2 separate regions of the Zea mays genome follow, and region 1 is linked to region 2. Evidence: chromatin contacts called from public Hi-C data. All regions are on one chromosome and are shown on one strand. The core of a region is the stretch at or near the end of the contact, and the rest is flanking DNA. Distances in the headings are between cores, read along the strand shown. Region 1 holds the start of LOC100383547. Region 2 holds the start of LOC541956 (enhancer of polycomb-like protein101).

Region 1 (4,729 bases), core at 500-2,999, 420 kb after region 2:
GTTAGTGCTTTTATCGAACTAGATCCAACGGACTGACAGTTTATTCCGATTTAAGTGTATCATTGCCCCTAAGACGATACATGAGCACTTAAGCTGGAATAATCTGGGCGGTTCCGCCACAACCTTCGCCTCTATCAAACATGGTGGCACATGTGGCAGGGTCTGGTAGTGCACTGGACTGAGAAAATGGTACTCGGTCCTTGTTAGTGCTTTTATCGAACTAGATCCGACGGACTGATAGTTTATTCCGATTTAAGTGTATCATTACCCCTAAGACGATACATGAGCACTTAAGCTGGAATAATCTGGGCAGTTCCGCCACAGCCTTCGCCTCTATCAAACGTGGCGTCACATGTGGTAGGGTCTGGTAGTGCACTGGACCAGTCCAGTGCCACTAACAAGATAACTTTTCGTCAAAATGGTCACTGATCTCACCAGCATGGCAGAAGTCTCGTGGTGAGTTGGACCTATACTGTAGGCGGTCAGGTGCATCCACAAAAAGTGCAGTTTTGGGGATTGTTCCCAACTTATATTTGGGTGGTTGAGGGCTATAAATATACCCTCAACTAGACTATTCAATACACAAGAACTGAGCAATAACTCCTACAAGTTAGAGTAACACTCCCAAGAGATAAAAAGCCTCACAAGTGCCACAATAGAGAGAATTAAACAAGTGACAACCATTCTAGTGTTATTTGTGATAGTGCCTTATGAGAGAGCAATGGAGAAGAGTGTGTGCTATGGTCTTGTGCTTCGAGTTTTTTTGACTCACATTGAGATTATAAAGCTAGCAAGAGCCTCCAAACTTGTGGAGCGCCTTGCAGAGGCTCTGGTCACTCGATCGAATTGAGAAAAGTGAGAGGACTCAAGTTTGATCTTCGGAATCGTTTGAGAGGGTGTAAAGAGACCTAGTCCCTTGGGACATCTCAACAGAGACTTAGGTTTCATTTAGAAACCGAACTCTGGTAAATAAATTGTCATGTCACTTGTGTTTGTATGATTGAGATTTGTTTTTCCTCTTCCTCTCTAAGTTCTCTTGCTTTGATCTTTAATTCAAATCATTTGTGTTGCTCCCAAATTTATTCCTCACTCATTAGAGCAACAATTTCAAGAAAAACTTATCCCCCTAATTTCGATTAACTTACCACTTGCTCTAACCGACTAATTTGGGATCAAGTTTTGGTTAAATGATTAAATTTTAGATTTCGTCTATTCACCCCGCTAGATGGCTATCAACTTGTTCAAGCCAACGACTGGTATTAATGGTTTAGTAGCAAGTCATACAGTCGAATTAAATATTGACGTCTTTAGTCCTAATTACCCAATATAGATTGGGGGATCTGGTGCCGTAGTCAGTTTTTCAATCGGTATTATTGATGTCCTTTTCTACAGTACGCTAGAGTGAGCTAGTAACCTCAGCTTTTACTTTGTGAACTTTAGTCGCTTTCAATATCAATATAAGCATAGGTATAACTTGTAACCCAAAAAAATTTCTTCTTTCGCCCACGTGTGGACGTGGCAGATTGGCGGCACCACAGAATTAGCTATCACACGCCTCCACCCCACACGCTCTATCATCAAGTCCGCAGCATCCCGACGAACTCCTGGTGTCCTGGCCTGCACCCAAAATATCCATATCCTTCCGCCGGCTGCCAAATAATCTCTTTCTTGCCGAGATCGGCGCGTATATCTTTTCCGGTGTCCGATGATTCATGCATTAGCAATTTTTGACTCGTGCGTGCGTGACTACAGTTGCATGCTATGGCCATGGTCACCACTTCGCCGGCAACTGTGCAGCCATCATCATGCAAGCACACGAGCCGCGGCGCGGCGCGGTGCTGCCCTCCTCCTCTGCTGTCCTGGAAGACACGAAGCTTTGGGCAGCAGGTGACGACAAGGGCCACGGCGGCGAGCTCCCGTGGGCAGCCCGCGGGCGTGGCACAGGCAGGGGGAGAAGAGGGCGACAGTATCAGGCGGCTGCAGAACGGGTCGGACGTGCGGGGCGTCGCGCTGGAGGGCGAGAAAGGCCGGGCCGTGGACCTCACGCCGCTGGCGGTCGAGGCCATCGCCGAGAGCTTCGGGGAGTGGCTGCGAGAGGAGGAGCTCCGGCTCCGGGGCCAGGAGCCCGAGCAGCTGCGTGTGTCCGTCGGCCGCGACCCGAGGCTGTCGGGGCCGCGGCTCAGCGCGGCGCTCTTCGCGGGGCTCGCCAGGGCGGGCTGCTCCGTCTTCGACATGGGGCTCGCCACCACGCCGGCCTGCTTCATGAGCACCATACTGCCACGCTTCAACTATGACGGCTCTATTATGGTAGTGAAGTAATGATACGTATTTTACGTTTGCGTCGTGTTGGTGTGCGTGCATGCCATGCAATGCATGTGTTTCACTTGTCAATTACTACGTTCGGATCGGAGTTGCATGCATGCAGATGACGGCGTCACACCTCCCCTACACCCGCAACGGCCTCAAGTTCTTCACCAAGCGCGGCGGGCTCACCTCCGGCGACGTCGAGAACATCTGCGACCGCGCAGCGCACAAGTACGTGGCGCGGAAGACGGGAGTCGGCGGCGGCGGCAGGGGCACGCCGCCGGTGGTGATGCGCGTGGACCTGATGAGCGCCTACGCGCAGCACCTCCGCGACATCATCAAGCAGCGCGTGGCGCACCCGACGCACTACGACACCCCACTGAGGGGCTTCAAGGTGGTGGTGAACGCGGGCAACGGCTGCGGCGGGTTCTTCACCTGGGACGTGCTGGAGAAGCTGGGGGCCGACACCACGGGCAGCCTCCACCTGGAGCCCGACGGCAGGTTCCCCAACCACATACCCAACCCGGAGGACGCCACCGCCATGTCGCTCACCCGCGGCGCCGTGCTGGCGCAGGGCGCGGACCTGGGCGTCGTTTTCGACACCGACGTGGACCGCAGCGGCGTCGTGGACGCCGGGGGCGCGGCCATCAACGGCGACCGCCTCATCGCGCTCATGTCGGCCATCGTGCTGGGCGAGCACCCGGGCACCATGGTGGTCACCGACGCGCGCGCCAGCGACGGGCTCACGAGGTTCGTCGAGTCCAGGGGAGGCCGCCACTGCCTGTACCGCGTCGGCTACCGCAACGTCATAGACAAGGGCGTGCAGCTGAACGCCGACGGCGTGGAGACGCACCTGATGATGGAGACGACCGGGCACGGCGCGCTCAAGGAGAACTACTTCCTCGACGACGGCGCCTACATGGTGGTGAAGATCATCATTGAGATGGTCCGGATGAAGCTAGCAGGGGTGGAGGGAGGGGTAGGGAGCCTTATCAGGGATCTGCAGGAGCCCGCCGAGTCCGTGCTCCTCCGGATGGACGTCATGGGTGAGCCCAAGGATGCCAAGGAAAGGGCCACACATGCAGTTGAGGCTTTTAAGAACTACATCCAGGTAAACTCACATAGATGAATAAATAAATATAATCATCCCCCGATGGAGTAGAATATTAATGAATACGAACATTAGGAGGACAAACTTTTCGGTTGGGTGCTGGACGACTGCGGGGATTGCTCAGTTGCCGAGGGATGCCTTATGGACACAAACAATGATCCCATCGATGTTGATGCACACATGTACAGGTATCATCTACATGTTTTACAATATATATTTTTTAGGAGTTACTTTTAAAAAATATTAGAAAACCCCTTCTTTGATATTTTCAATTTTTTTGGTGGCTTAAAAAAACAAGAAAGTAAATTTTACAAACCTTAGAGATGGTCTAAGTCGTCCATGCATAGCCACTACGATGGCTACGGATGCTTTACTCGCTATACTTTGTGAAAGCAGAGCAAAACTATACGACGAGAATCAGAGAGCAGTAGGCATGGTCCACATTCGTCAAAGCGTGCATAATCCCAACATAGCACTAAACATGCAGTCCTATGCTCCTGGTGGCTGCAAATCCATGGCAAAGGATCTTCTTGAGAGGTAACATAGACATAACACTGAGCGGATCCTAACTCTCGCTTCACTTTATGAGATTGTTGATCTTATGCTTCTTGTTGATTCTAGGTTCTTGCTGGCAAGCGGACTGAATGGGTTTCTTGACATAAGCCAAGTAGAGAAGTTTGTCCAGTAGTTCTTATGCTTATTATAGGATCTTAGATTTACCTACTCTGTATATGTAACAGCTCAGAACCTAGCTAGGAGTTCACTACTGTTGCGAGTGTACATCTATTACATTATTCTCCTATCCCATCCATGGTAAACCTTGTATGTGTTTAGCAAATATACATAGCATTACCTTTTTTGATTTTAGCGTTTTTCTAAAAGTATTCGCATCTACGTATCATACTGACCGTTCGACGCTGACTGGTGGTGGCCAAAATTTTAGTTGTCAAAACTTGGCCAAGCCAAATTCTTGCCTTCCATTTGGTTTGCATCCAAAATTTGTGAACCTTTCGGAATTGGCATGCTAAATCTAGGGTAAATGCCTATTCGAACATTCACAACTTTTGCTTGCCAAGTTTTTGTTATAATAATTTTTTGGTGGCCAACCAAGCAAGGCTTTCATGACTCGTTAAATCTATGATAAATAGTTTACTTTTTCAAAATTTTAGCAATATTTGTTTGACAGATCTTTGTCAGGACAAATTTTGGTTGCCAATCAAACAAGGTTTTTCTGTAAATTTATAGCAAATACATTTTTCAATATTTTTATTCAATTTTTGCTTCGATAAATTTTGGTAGCCAACTAAGGGTCTG
Region 2 (5,266 bases), core at 877-3,376:
CTCTAACCACGACTTAAATTCCAGCCTTAGGTCCTTTAACAAGCCATCCAATTTATTTAAGATAATGCATTTCTTAGTTTATATATATCCTTAAGTTATCTAGATCAATAGTGTTCGCTTACTTTTCAGGGTTTATATTCTTCCGCTCGCTATTGAATTCTTCAAGCCAGTCCTCGTCTTCATTGTCAAGGTCATACTCGACAAATTCACCGATCTCAGCCCTGGCTGCAGATAGTGATAACTCTTAGTAATAAACATAACAGTATAAGTTTAACAAGAAAAGATTGCATCCCCAGGGAAAGTAACAAGAAAGAAACCTCCTCTTCCACGTATATAAGATGTCGGTTGTGCAAAGGTACGAGTATAGTCCCTTTCATATGTGTCAACACCATCAAATTGTGGTGTAGGTATTTCCTGGGCATTTTTCTTACTGAGTGCTTGATTTCCCTGCAGAGTAGAGTGATATAATTCCTTTGTCCAGCATCCGTTGAAACATATAGTGGCAGTCCAATAGGTGTACCAAGAACACATTGATTTAGGTGAGGGAGTTAGAGAAGCCCACATCAGACTACGTTTTCTTGCAATAGCAGAATAGCCATGCAATAATTTACACTGGTCAGAAATATATATTCAGATAAACCTAGCAAAGCAACGATTTTGAATTCTTCCAAGGACAAGACATTTAAGAAAAAAGGGCACAATAGGAAAAAGTCACTATGGTTTCAATTAGACGGAGATTAAAAAAATTAATATTGTTGGAGATGTGCACCAACAAATTACTGTATAATATCTGAACTATTGTCCAAAAAATAACAACCAGTGTGTATCCAAATTCCAGACAAGAGAACCAGGCAATGAGTTCAAAATAGATAAATTCATAAAGGCTTGCCCTCTTATAAATAAGGAATACAGCGAATGAAAGTAGTAACAGCAACAACTTCATTAAGCGATACTTCAAACCTAAAGGTGAGTGATATTGATAGGTTTATAAAGAAATGTATATGGCAAGCTATTATAGTATACAGCATGTACATTCCACCGGAAAAGCCTTATTTCTACCTAATTTTAATATAAGGCCGTGTTTTATTCCAAATAATTGAGAGGAAACGGAAAGTAATCTAATAATGAAATGGGGAGCGTTTTCTAGATATTGGTTTCAATTATGGGATTCAAACCGGTCCTAATAGATACTTCGTTATATTGTCCACGTAAATTTAACCACAATATGCTAGTAAACTTCATTTGACATGTACAAACATTACTAGGATTGGAGTGATTCCATGATATTACAACCTGTAGTCTAATACATGTCCTCTTCATTTTCATTTTCACAATGGCTACCAAGACAACAACTACAACGAACAGTACAGAGTACAGACACATGACTCACATAACAGAAAGCTTAGTTGGTGAAATGGGACCAACATTTAACATTGCTGAAGTTCAAACTCAAGCAACAGGACGCGGTGAGCCTATAAGCACAAGAGTACAGAGTACAAGCACAAGAATAAAGCTCAATTCAAGTCACTTCAACCGAGAAACGAACTCTATGAGCCTATAAGCACCAACATTTAACATTGATGAAGTTCAAACTCAAGCAACAGGACCAAAATACCTCGCCTTCTGTGGCATTGTTGGCCCCAGACGCGGTGAAGTCAGCTCCTGAGTGACGCAGCAGCACCCCAGCCCTCGCAGAGGACAGTGGTGCGATCCCTGGCTCCTCATCCTCGAACTCACGCACAGACTTGAGGATGGGGAGCTTCTTGTGGATGTCTAGCGGCCGCGGTCTGAACGAGAGCCTACTCATAGTTCCCACAACCCCCAACGCCGCTGCAACCTCATCTCATCTCCGCCCACCACCTCCTCGCCTAACCATCCGCCCGCACCGGCTCGCCCAAGGCAGTGAACGCAACGAGAAGCTCGGGAGAAACCCTAGGTCCGCAAGGGCCGAGTGGCAGGGCCTGGCGCCCCGGACGGCGGGAACCGCGAGGGATGCCGCGGAGCAGTGGGTGACGCGGAGTAGAGGAGGCGGGGGCTAGGGTTAGGGTTTTGAGCAGGGAATCGGGTTCTTAGGGTTTGAAAAGAAATGGAAGCGAGGGAAGAAGACGCGAGGAGGAAGACAGAGGCCCGAATTTTTTGTTTTTTAGCCCCTTTCGAGACAAAAATTTACGTTTGGACCCCCAGAAATTTAATTTGCACGTTTGGACCCGAAGCTCGGCGCCATAGGTTGTGGCGCCGAGGTAACACATCTCGGCGCCACAGCCTGTGGCGCCGAGCTCTGTGACGTGGCAGATTGCGTGGCACCTAGCTCGGCGCCACAGATCTTGGCGCCGAGCTAGGAAATATCCACCGCCGCCGTTTCTTCTCTGCGCGTTTCTTCTCTGGCTTCTCTGTTCGCGTTTCTTCTCTGTGCGCGTTTCTCCGACCGCAAAAACCAACACCGCCCGCCCACCTCGCCGCCGGCCGGGCTCGCCGCCGGCCGCCCGCCCCGCTCCCTGTCGCCGCCGGCCGCCCGCCCCGCTCCCTGTCGCCGGCCGGGCTCGGGCGCCCGGAGTTCGCCGCCGCCGCCCGGAGTTCGCCCCCGCCAACCGGAGCTCGCCGCCGCCGCCCGGAGTTCGCCCCCGCCAACCGGAGCTCGCCGCCGCCGCCCGGAGCTCCGCCAACGGTCGGCCACCGCGCGCTACGGTTGGCCATCGCCAGGTATATTTTTTTAATTTCTTAGTTTAGTAAATTCTTAGTGATTATATAGTTTAGTGTATTCTTAGTAAATTTCTTAGATTAATTTCTTAGTTTAGTAAATTCTTAGTGATTATATAGTTTAGTGTATTCTTAGTAAATTTCTTAGATTAATTTATTAGTTTATTAATTTCTTAGTTTAGTGTTTAGTAAATTCTTAGTGATTATATAGTTAGCATTTTGTTTAGCGCATTGATATTACATGTTTTCTGTGTTGGCAACCATCGTGTTGTCGTTTATTCGCAGGTTCTATAAACATCACTTTACAGGGGAGGTGCTGCCAAATTTTTTACTGACAATAGGTTTTTTTGTACGTAGGTGTTCGTCCGACTTGACCTTCTCCACCGTTAGCTGGACTCGTACGCGTTCTCAGGTATACAATGTTTTCGTACATTATTTATAGATTATGTAATTTCGTTTGATGTGTTTATTTAATATTTACTGTATAGTTATTAGTTAATATATATTTATTACTTAGTAAGTTAGTAGGCTTAAGTATGTAGCCATTATTGAGTTAGTAATCCATTTTTGCAATAGATGGACAGCCTAGTAACACTATACCATGGAGGAAGGGTGGAGATAGATGCTTATGGGAGTGTTACTTTTGATGGTATGAAGATCGTGACCATGTTGTTCGTTGAAAGACCATCTTTTGACCAGCTTTTGGCTCGAGCTTGTGAGGAGATTAGTTGCGACATAAACGACCCTAGAATATCAATTCAGGGTTTGTTGTCCCATATTACATATGGAACAGTTGTCCGACGGTTGATCTCCATTACCTCAGAAGATGATTGGGTGATATATTTAAAAATTGTGAAGACGATGGTTCCACCATGTTTGGATGTGGTTGTTCAAAAGTTACCTGTTAGTCAATGCGAAGGTCCAGTCGGGTTATCTCCACAAATGCCAAATGCATCTCGTATTGAAGCTCCTTTGGTAGAGCTTCATGAAGAAGTCGTTGTTGTGCCCGATGCTCAATCGGGTCCGCACGAGTATGGGATTTCTCGTCCTATTCCCGGCGTTTGTGGGGCTTCTAATGCGGTGGTACCCCCCCAAGAGATCCCATTGACCCAGGATCCAGTTGACGATCATCCTAGTAAGTGTCTTCGACACATTGTTCGTACGATTGCTAGGTGTTCCCCGTTCTGCGGGTCCGGACCCACGACCGGTTTCTGGAGGAGATGAGGTACGATGAGAGGTATACTCCTCTCCTACAGAGGGCTGGCTTGGACGTATTATCGTACCAGGTCCGCCGTGGGCTGCCCACTTTCAACCCAGCGGCGTTGACGGCTCTGGTCGACAGGTAAAGACTTCTCTAGTTGTTTAATATTTACAATTATCAAATCTACTTTGCATGCTAATGATTTTTGTATTCTTTTGTCTTCCAATAGGTGGCGGCCAGAGACTCACACTTTCCACCTTCCCTGCGGTGAGATGACTGTGACGCTTGAAGATTGCCAGAAGATTCTTGGTCTCAGCATTATTGGTCGTCCAGTGACCGGTCAGGCATCACCAGGCGGTTGGAGGCAGAGGGTGGAGGCCTTTCTTGGGAGACTGCTTCCGGATGAGCTACGAGGTAGCCACAACACCGGAGTCCCACTGACCTGGCTTAGGCAGAGCTTTGGGCAGTGTCCACCTGGTGCAGATGAGCAGACGGTGGGATACCATTGTCGAGCTTGGATTCTCCATCTCTTTGGTTCAGTTCTTTTTCCAGACGCAACAGGCGACAGCGCGTCATGGATGTTTCTGCCCTGCCTGACTGACTGGGATACGACCGGAGGTTACAGCTGGGCTTCAGCAGTGTTGGCCTTCCTGTACAGGCAACTTTGCGAGGCTTGTCGTCGTTCGTCGAGGACAGCCAGCTTAGGTGGATGTGTCTACCTACTACAGCTGTGGATGTGGGCACACATACCCGTCGGGCGACCCAGAGAGTTTCCTCCTCGTGAGTGGTTCGTGGTAGCCGGACATCGGCTTAAGCCCACGGCTGCTTACCGCTGGGACCAGGTCGAGGAGCCATTCGCACGACACCAGCGTGCTTACGTGGAGTACTCAAACGAGCTCGACGCACTTACTCCTTCGATGGTGAGTTGTCTCCTTTTTTTCTTTTTACATGTCATTTCTACTTTTATCACACGACACCAGCGTGCTTACATGGGCTTTCTAAAACTTTTGCAGGTGACTTGGCAACCGTATCTTGATCCATATTTCGCCAGCATACAGTTGAGCAGCATGTGCTCAATAGACGAGAACCTCTACCTCATGAGGTGTCCCCTCATCTGTTTTTATGCTGTTGAGTACCACTTGCCCCACAGAGTTGCTCGACAGTTCGGATTGCGTCAGGAGTTTCCGGTGGAGCCATTCTCGACTTCAATAGAACTTCATAAGTGAGTTACTACATGCACTTGTTATTCTAACTAATAATTGAAATATCAGTTAGTCGCTAATATATGGTTCTAACTTTTGCAGGTTCGACAGACAGAGACAGAAGAAGGTCACGGACTTCGAGACGCACCATCGTGATTACATTGAT

Evidence for each region. A called contact is a pair of places that touch in the nucleus more often than the background predicts.
Region 1: a contact with region 2 is called in a Hi-C map of leaf, with 4 times the contacts expected there. The contact joins the promoter of LOC100383547 here to the promoter of LOC541956 in region 2. A contact is called at or near these places in 7 of 25 Hi-C or Micro-C datasets (bundle sheath, ear, endosperm and 2 more).

The regions. Positions count from the first base shown.
Region 1 is chr7:82,934,150-82,938,878 of Zm-B73-REFERENCE-NAM-5.0, forward strand. LOC100383547 reads left to right here and starts at 1,750. Exons shown (of 5, transcript NM_001368208.1): 1 at 1,750-2,307; 2 at 2,426-3,415; 3 at 3,491-3,603; 4 at 3,812-3,952; 5 at 4,037-4,276. The coding sequence starts at 1,762. The coding sequence ends at 4,103.
Region 2 is chr7:82,513,161-82,518,426 of Zm-B73-REFERENCE-NAM-5.0, forward strand. It overlaps LOC541956 (enhancer of polycomb-like protein101), which reads right to left and starts at 2,127. Exons shown (of 12, transcript NM_001348658.1): 1 at 1,616-2,127; 2 at 318-447; 3 at 123-225. The coding sequence starts at 1,807.